Linked DNA regions of Mus musculus: regions 1 and 2 are each linked to region 3. Evidence: chromatin contacts called from public HiChIP or PLAC-seq data. All regions are on one chromosome and are shown on one strand. Each heading gives the region's core, a stretch centred on a gene start, on an enhancer-like site or on the middle of the called end of the contact. The rest is flanking DNA. Distances are from core to core; before and after follow the strand shown.

Region 1 (2,700 bases), core at 20-2,519, 400 kb before region 3:
GTGTAGTGGAAGGGGTTTTCCGTCTGCTTCCGCTCTACTCCATGAAACAGGCACACAGGCTGGCAGGCAGTCACTCAGGCGGGCGGGCAGACAGGGATTTCCCTGGGACTGTGGGAGGCCCTGAGCCTCCAGTTCCTAGTACAGTTGCTCTAGCAGGGGCTGTGACCCCATTCTAAGCACATATCACCCATAAGCATGAACCCAGTGGGAAGAACACAAAAATAAACTACTATTGTTTTCCTCAAGAAAGCACAGGTTTGCAAAAGCAAAATCCAGCTCCCCTGTAGATCTACCCTGTGTGCTGGGGGTCCCTGCGCAGACTTAACCACTAGTCTGGTGACTGTTTCTTGAACAGTGCCTCCAATGCTTTCTTGTTGATTTCTCCGTTTCCAGTTTATCTGTTTTGTGCATAGGATCCATGCACATACATTTATTTTTAATTTTCAAAATTTTATTTATTATTGTTTGCATAATCTCTGTGTGTGTGTGTGTGTGTGTGTGTGTGTGTGTGTGTGTGGTGTGTGTGTGTGTTTGTGTGTGTGCATGTGTATGCATGTGCATGCCACAACACAAGTTTGAAGGTTTGAAGGAACAACCTTTGAGAGTCAGTTTTCTTCCACAGTGGGTTCTATAGAACTTAAGTCATCAGATTTCCACACAAGTGCTTTCTGCCACTGAGCCACCTCAGCAGCCACACATACGTTTATTCATGCAACAACCATTCCATGAGTGCAACCAGACCTTACACAGGACGTGGACTTGAGGGCTGCAATGGGTAGCACCGTGTACAGCACAAACCTGAGAGGGGCTCTCTCTCACTGAGGGACCAGAGAGACAGGCGTTCTCAGGCAGGCCCAGATGAGGTGGGCCTCAGTGCCCATCAGTGGTGGTTAAGCAGTGCTGGGCCCTGCCTTGTCCTGCATCAGAGCTCAGGTCTGAAGAGGCAGTGAGTGAATTTGTGATGATTAAATAGGATTTTCCAAGGCTACCAGCAAGCAGAGGTGCTAAGACTAGCAGAGTTCAGCAGCCTGTACAAAAGACAGAGAAGCAATAAAGGGCAACATACTGGCCAATAAAGGCCGGCTACTGATGCTGCTGGGGGTCCCAGTGTGGGGGTGGGGTGGCCAGCTACTGATGCTGCTGGGAGTCCCAGTGTGGGGGTGGGGTGGTGTCTAACTGGTGGCTAGGCACTAGAGGTTCAGAGGATGTAGAAAGGAGACTGTGCTGAGTCTTGGACTCAATGTGCCTCCAATGTTTTCTTGGAAGTTTGGACTTTATCCTGGAATAAGCATAAGTATGCAGGAACTATGAATCAGATCGGGACACAAACACACACCTATAAAACAAATTCAAATCCACATGCATTCTCATTCCACTGGACATAACTATATTCCTGGGTATGTACTTGCTTGAGGTCATTTCCAGGTGTCTCCCACCTGTCGATCAAACAGGAACCCTCAGCACCCAATTCTACCCTCTCAAGCTCCAGTGAGCCCCTGCTTGCTGGTCCCTGCTGTCCTGTTCGGACACACCCCATCAGCCATGTTCTCTGTGTGTCTCCGCTGACTTTCCCTTAAATCAAGGAAGTGCTTCTGTTTCTCAGCTCTTTCCAGGGACCACCTAGCAGTCCTTCTCATGTACTCCTGAAGGGATGGGCGCCCACCATTCACAAGCGGCTGTGACGGAGGTGAGGATAACAAGCTGGGGAACATCATTCCTTGGTGGGAGAGGGAAGGAATACCAGCTACCACTGTCCCACCACCATGGGCGTGGTACTTTGCCCTGGAGATGTCTACACAAACCTTTTTCAAAGCCCTCTGACTCAGAGACAAAGAATCCCATCCCTGTGACTGTCACAGCCAGCTCTAATCTCAGCTCCACCATCAGAGAAAGACACAGATTACTGTGAAGGCAATGGTGCCTAAGGTCCAGGGCCCTGGGACACATCACAGTTCTCCCGTGGAAAATATATGCATATACATCACATGTATAATATAGACACATACATATGTTGAGAGAAAGTTGATCTCATTCTCTCTCCACTTGCTGTCCCCAGGCATCATGCTTCTGCCACAGTAAGGCCCTCCTGGACTGAGGATAGGAATTTGGGGGACCCAGCTGAGGAGAAGCTGATTAAAGACATATTAGATGTGAGTTTGTGGTCCATGTTGGGATGGGAAGGGCATGAGAGCCCACTCTGCCAGCTCCCACGAGGCCCTTCTCTGCAGGCACAGAAGGGATATCACAGTGAGTGTAGACCAGGGGCTTGGCACTGAAGCGAGTCCAGGAGAGGATTAAGATGCATGAAGCCAACACATTTTAATGGGAAAATTCTTCTAACTCTTAGAGCACAGATATGAAAGAAACCTTTATAAAAGACTGTCTAGGTTTAGCTACAGTCCTCAGAGTGCACGGGGCATTACCAGCAATGAGTCGTGAAGCTGCAAGGAGCTTTACTATGAATAGCTCAGAAAAGCACACTTCAAACACACTAGAAAAGGCGGCTATCTGCTCTCTCAAAGAACTGAATCAAAACTGCTGACACGGGAGGAGAAAGGGTGTCTGGCCTGAAGCTATAAAGAAAACTGTTAGCAGCATGATGGACAACAAACTGATTCAAGTATTGTAATTTTTCTGGCTCCTGGGAAGTCATAGTTCTTCATGATCTCTTTGACATTTTAAATGCAATTCTTTCTCCCA
Region 2 (2,700 bases), core at 54-2,553, 430 kb before region 3:
ACACTTAATTCCATGGATCTGGAGTTACAGATAGCTGTAAGCCATCATGTGGCTGCTGAGAATTGAACTTGGATCCTCTCGAAGAGCAACAAGTGCTCTTAATCCCTAACCATCTTTCTAGCCCTGAAAATATCTTTAATTTTCCCCACAACGTTATGTGTCTGAATGTTTTGCCTGCATGTATGTTTGTGTACTACATGCATACCTGGTCCTCATGGAGGCTAGAAGAGGGCATTGGATCCCCTGGAACTGGAGTTACAAATGGTTGTGAGCTGCCAAGTGGGTACTAGAACCGAACCTTGGCCCTGTACAAGAGCAGCAATGGCTCTTAACTATCGAGTCATCTCTTTAACTCACCTTGCCCTCCTAAAGTCTTTTGATTTTTGTCTTTTCTTTTAGTTTCACCTAGTCTGTAGTCATGGTGTTCCGAAAACATGGTCAGGCGTTGGTGGTGGTTGTTTGGGGTGTGTGTGTGTGTGTGTGTGTGTGTGTGTGCGCAGGTATTTTGTTCTGTTTTGAGACATGTAGCCCAAGCTGGCTTCAAACTCACTGTGTAACTGAGGATGACCCCGAATTCTTGATTCTGCCTCTGGCTCCCAAGTGCTGGGATTCCATGCTTGCCATACTCAGCTGACATCATGAGACATCACCACATTCTAACTGAGCATGGACTGGGATATCCTTCTATGTGTCCTGTCCCCTTGCCTTTCAAACACTCCCACCACCCAGGACTCTAGGAGAGGGCCCAAAGGAAGATTCAGAAAAATAGATCCTATTCATGCCTCAGAACCCCTTATCCCGAAAGGCTTGAGAACAGCCTGGGAGACCATGACCTCTAAAACCTTCAAAGAGATGAGCAAGGCCACTCCCAGGAAACAATACAACAAACTAGATCCTGTCAAAGATGTGAGGGGATTTCCTTGACTGTCATGTTGTTGGGAAGCACATAGGTCACAGGGTACCCACTGTCACTGGTACCATCTCACCCTGTACCAGTGAGAATCTAGTCAACACCATGTATACCCAAAGCTTTGACACCCCCCACACACACCTACACCCACACACACTTCTATCTGTTTTATTAACATCTTGAGATTTCTATGAAGTAGAAATACAGAGTATTCTGACAGCTGGGCTCCCCCTCCTTGCTGGAAAGAGATGACTGGCTTTTTAAGGGGTGGGATCCTTGTTTGGTGTGGCATCCCTGGTTGGGAGGGGCAGCTAAAGTAAGCCAGAGTCCAGGGAACAAAGCTGGCACAGCCACCTGATGGCTGAATGCCAAATCCACCTTTCCAGATATGCCACCTCAGCAGGCCCTGGTGAGTAACTCCACTCCTGGAACAATGGCTGTCTGTGTGTAAAGGGCCCGAATATGAACTGGGCTCTCACTGCCTGCCATGTTCACAAGTGATGAGTCAACTGGAGTTGAGTGGGGACCTCAGCAGGAGATTAGGTCAGACACATGAAAACCAAACAAAACCAAACAGCGAGAGTGTCTCCAACTGACCTGGTAAGCGGAGAGTATGACGGAGCTCCCATAGGAAGGTGAGGGGGGACTGTCATCAACTGGTCCAGTGTGAAGAACAGGATACAATAAGAAATATAGCCACTTGGCGTTAGATTCTCAAAGCAAGTCCTCCAGACTTCCTTCTGACCCTCCCCCACTCTTTGCACCAATATGCCATAAGACTGGGTCCACACCCAGCCGTCTGGAGAGACACAGTAACTGCCCACAGCCACAGTCCCACTCTCCTTCATCCAGTTTCACAGGAAGTTTTGTGTCTTCTACTTTGGGCTGCCTGCAAACTGAGTGTCAAGCAAACATGTCAGGCATAGGTGACTTTGAATTCTGGGCAATCTATCCTGATTGGCCCTTTCCCTCACCTAATGATATTCTATCTTTGTGTTTCACTAATGCACTATGATCCACATCTAATCCTTTAAGGAATGAGGTGGGGTAAGAACAAATAGATAAGTCATTAAGCTGACCTCAGAGTGAAATTCAAACAACCCATGAGTCTTCTGTATTCCCACCCAGCAGGGGCGGTGGAGACAATGGTCTCTTCTTCCTGCAGAAGGGCAGAAAAGCAAGAGTGCAGAGCTGCCCTGGGGGTAGTATTCTCCAGCCTTCTCATGAGTACTTCAAGTGTTCATTTATTCATTGTAAGCTTAGATTTTTCAAAACCTACTTTAATCAGAGTTCTTAAATGCTTTAACCTCCTTTCTAGTCCACCACCCACCAGAGGCAGTGGAAAGGACAGGTTAGTAGGGCAAAAGGGGGATGTAGACCTGTTTAGAAATTGTCTTGGGGCGATTCCAATCTTTACTGTCAGGATACCAGCAGTTCAGTTCACAGGAATCAGCAGCAGTAGCTTGATCCACTTGCAAACACCAGCAATGGCAGCTTGGTTCAGTAGAAACCACAAGGCTCTGCCAATTGGCCCTAGATCTGAGGAAGTGGCAAGAGGCTGCTGGAATATCACAAGAAGTTTTTGGTACATTCCTCTCTACAAAGTCATGACAAACAATAATTAATAAAGAAGGCAAGGCGAACCAACACCACACAGCATCATCTACTGCCTGTTGGGTTATATGTATACCCTTTCCAAACATCATGTGTCCTCTCAAGTGTCTACTCCAGCAAAATGTCACATGCCCTTTTCCCAGGCAGCTTCTCAGCAAAACATCTTCTCACATGTC
Region 3 (2,700 bases), core at 151-2,650:
AAGACAGAGCCCTCTGGTCAGCAGGCCTAGCTGAACCATTATGTTTACTGAGAGACTGCATTCCTTACTTGCCTTGATGCTCTGACAAAAGTGACATTAATTTACATCATGGTTGGGGAGCAGCAGGAACTTCAGGGAGCTGAGCCCATTGCTTTGCAGTCAGCAAAAAGAGAGGAATGGATATTCAGGATTAGATAGCTCCCTCCTGTTTATGTAGTCCAGGACCCAAGCCCAGGGAACCACAAAATCTTCCATGTCAATCAAGACACCCTCTAAGGTATGCCAGGTGATTCCATCCAAGTTCTGTCAAGTTGACAATTCATAGTGATACTCACAGGAGCCGTGTCTCCAGTGGACAGTGATGGAGGAGGACACTGATCTGGTCTCCTCAGGTACTTACACACATGCATGTGTACCCACACGAACACACAGACACCACATACCCACACATTTAAATATATATGTACACACACCAGTGGTTCTCAATCTCCCCCGTGCTTCAACCTTTAATACAGTCCCTCATGTTGTGGTGACCCCCAACCATACAATAACTCTAAGTTTGCTGCTGTTATGAACTGTAACGTAAATTTCTGATATGTGGGGTATCTGATATTCGACCCTTAAAGAGGTCACGGCACACAGGTTGAGAACTGCTGACATACACAAACGTTTTTTAAATACTAGGCTTGGACTGTAGCACACTGGTAGAGTGCCTTCCTAGCCTGTATGAGGTTCTGAGCTCCATCCGATAAAAAAGGTGGGTGTTGGCCGGCTGCAATCAGACGGCCTGGTGCACTCTGAGCACGCACTGAATTTGATATAAGCACTCACTGGAGAAGGAACACAGAAACCCAATTTGTGAAGATGGTGCCATCTCAGGATGGCTACTGCAGGACCGGAGAGGGAAGCCAGAGAGTTCCCTGCTTCCCAGGGGTTGGCTGTGAACAGAAGACTGGGCGGGGTAAATAGAAGATGGACAGGCGAGAGCAATTCTAAGCATTCCTCCCCAGGTCTGAGTTAGCCGCGCTGCTGAGGAGGTCGGATCAAGGAGCAGGAAATTCCTAGCAAAGGTTTCAGGATGATTAATAGGTTGAGGGGTACACAGCATCTCTGCATCCTTAACTAAGTGCTTTCTCGTGGGAGCCTAGGATTTTTAGAAGACAAAGACATCCAGAAGAGTCTGGGAACCATGGGGAATCAGTGATTGATCCCCTTGGATTTCAGAAGTAAGGAAAACCCATTACCCAACCTTTTAGGGACCAATATTGAGTTCCTGTTTCGGAAGGTCTCCCTAGGTAATTAAGGGATTGCTGAACGCGCAGAAGGCACTCTTACACACGGGTTAGCCTGCTAACTCTCAGCTCTCACCCTCTGCCACACTTAGATCTTTCCGGAACACATCACACAAACTGCTCACAGGCAGGGCTGCATCTTTTATTATTCACCCAGTGACCGAACACCGACTTCTCCAGACCCCCACCCTAAGGATGCATCCCGATCACAGCTTCTTGCCTTCCCAGCCCCCTCTACCCAATTCCAAATTCCATCGTCGTCGGGGTTGGAAAAAAAAAAAAAGAGTCCACGGCATCCTGGGTTATATGATTTTAACTCTGCCAATCCCAAAGGCTCCAAGTGTCGCAGCTTCCTGCTGGGGAATAGTGACTGAGACATCTCCCTGGGCTACTTAGGTTTGGGGTCGTACCCCCAACCTCCAGTCCCCATGCCTGAGCACCTGAGACAGGGGTTCTCTGTGTAGCCCTGGCTGTGTTGGAATTCGCTGCGTAGACCAGGCTGGCCTGAAACTCCGCGATCTACCTGCTTCTGCCTCCGGAGTTTAAAGGCAAGCGTCACCACGCCCGGCTTTGTTTTTATTTTAAGAACTGAAACAAGTTATCAATTGGAAACTCCCAAGGTATCTCCAGAGAGCTTCCAGAGGCCATTGGGTCTTGAGGTCTCTATGACTTTCGAGCCGTGAGGCTCTGGGGTCGCGATCCCCACAGGGTCCTCCCTATGGTTGTTGGTACTACTCGGTCTGGGACACCCTAGCCGGGGGCGTTCTGGAACCGCTCTGCATTGTTGCATAAACCCTGCTCGTCCCACCTGCGCTGAAGTTAGCCTCATCTCAGGCTCGGCTAAATTCTCCACTAGACAGATGCGAGCAGGATAAGAAACGTAATCGGGAAGGGGCCCGGGATGCAGGCGCCGTATTTAAAGAACACATACAAACACACTTGCAATATCCCTGGTCAGTCGCTCCCCCAGGCGGCGGCGCAGCGCCCTCTGGAGGCAGAGCGTGGCCTTGCAATCCCTGCACGCCTGAGAGCTGTGCGCCAGAGCCAGGGGAACCTGAAGCTTTTGGAGAAACTGCAACAGCTTGGGGAAGGGAGTGAAAGTGTCCAGTAAGTTCTGAGAAACGCCAAGGACAAAGGAAAGGGGTCTTCATAAAGACAGGCTTTCTGTGTTTAGCTCTGGCTGTCCTAGAACACCAAATGGCCCCAAACTCAGAGATCTACCTGCTTCTGCCTCCTAAGTGTTGGGCCATCCTTCAGGGCTCCTCCTTCCATTTTCAATGAATCCCTGAAATCTTCCCGACACAGTGCCACCCGTTACCTACAGTTTGATGTTATTTATTTGTTTGTTTGTTTGTTTGTTTGTTTGTTTATTTTTAAATGCAGGTAGTCTTGCTATGTTGCCTAGGGG

Evidence for each region. HiChIP or PLAC-seq counts read pairs in DNA pulled down with a chosen protein or histone mark.
Region 1: a FOXA1 HiChIP or PLAC-seq map of pancreatic cancer cells shows a contact between it and region 3. The contact joins two enhancer-like sites. A contact is called at or near these places in 5 of 115 datasets of contacts at active chromatin or transcription factors (astrocytes, bone marrow-derived macrophages, cardiomyocytes and 2 more).
Region 2: a FOXA1 HiChIP or PLAC-seq map of pancreatic cancer cells shows a contact between it and region 3. The contact joins two enhancer-like sites. A contact is called at or near these places in 2 of 15 datasets of contacts at CTCF or cohesin (the NIH/3T3 cell line and embryonic stem cells), 2 of 484 Hi-C or Micro-C datasets (the C2C12 cell line and the N1E-115 cell line) and 9 of 115 datasets of contacts at active chromatin or transcription factors (bone marrow-derived macrophages, embryonic forebrain, embryonic midbrain and 4 more).

The regions. Positions count from the first base shown.
Region 1 is chr11:20,855,505-20,858,204 of GRCm38.p6, reverse strand. No RefSeq gene overlaps it. Among named protein-coding and RNA genes, the nearest start is that of Gm22807, 9.0 kb to the right of the region's middle. Within about 2 kb of position 1,269, at least 17 of the 459 cell types and tissues checked have an H3K27ac peak or open chromatin away from gene starts, as enhancers often do. A contact at or near this core is called in pancreatic cancer cells, where this site is marked.
Region 2 is chr11:20,885,859-20,888,558 of GRCm38.p6, reverse strand. No RefSeq gene overlaps it. Among named protein-coding and RNA genes, the nearest start is that of Gm39608, 12 kb to the left of the region's middle. Within about 2 kb of position 1,303, at least 32 of the 459 cell types and tissues checked have an H3K27ac peak or open chromatin away from gene starts, as enhancers often do. A contact at or near this core is called in pancreatic cancer cells, where this site is marked.
Region 3 is chr11:20,454,756-20,457,455 of GRCm38.p6, reverse strand. Gm39606 (a long non-coding RNA gene) reads right to left here. Exons shown (of 2, transcript XR_872284.2): 2 at 1,421-2,700. Among named protein-coding and RNA genes, the nearest start is that of Gm39606, 3.0 kb to the right of the region's middle. Within about 2 kb of position 1,400, at least 50 of the 459 cell types and tissues checked have an H3K27ac peak or open chromatin away from gene starts, as enhancers often do. A contact at or near this core is called in pancreatic cancer cells, where this site is marked.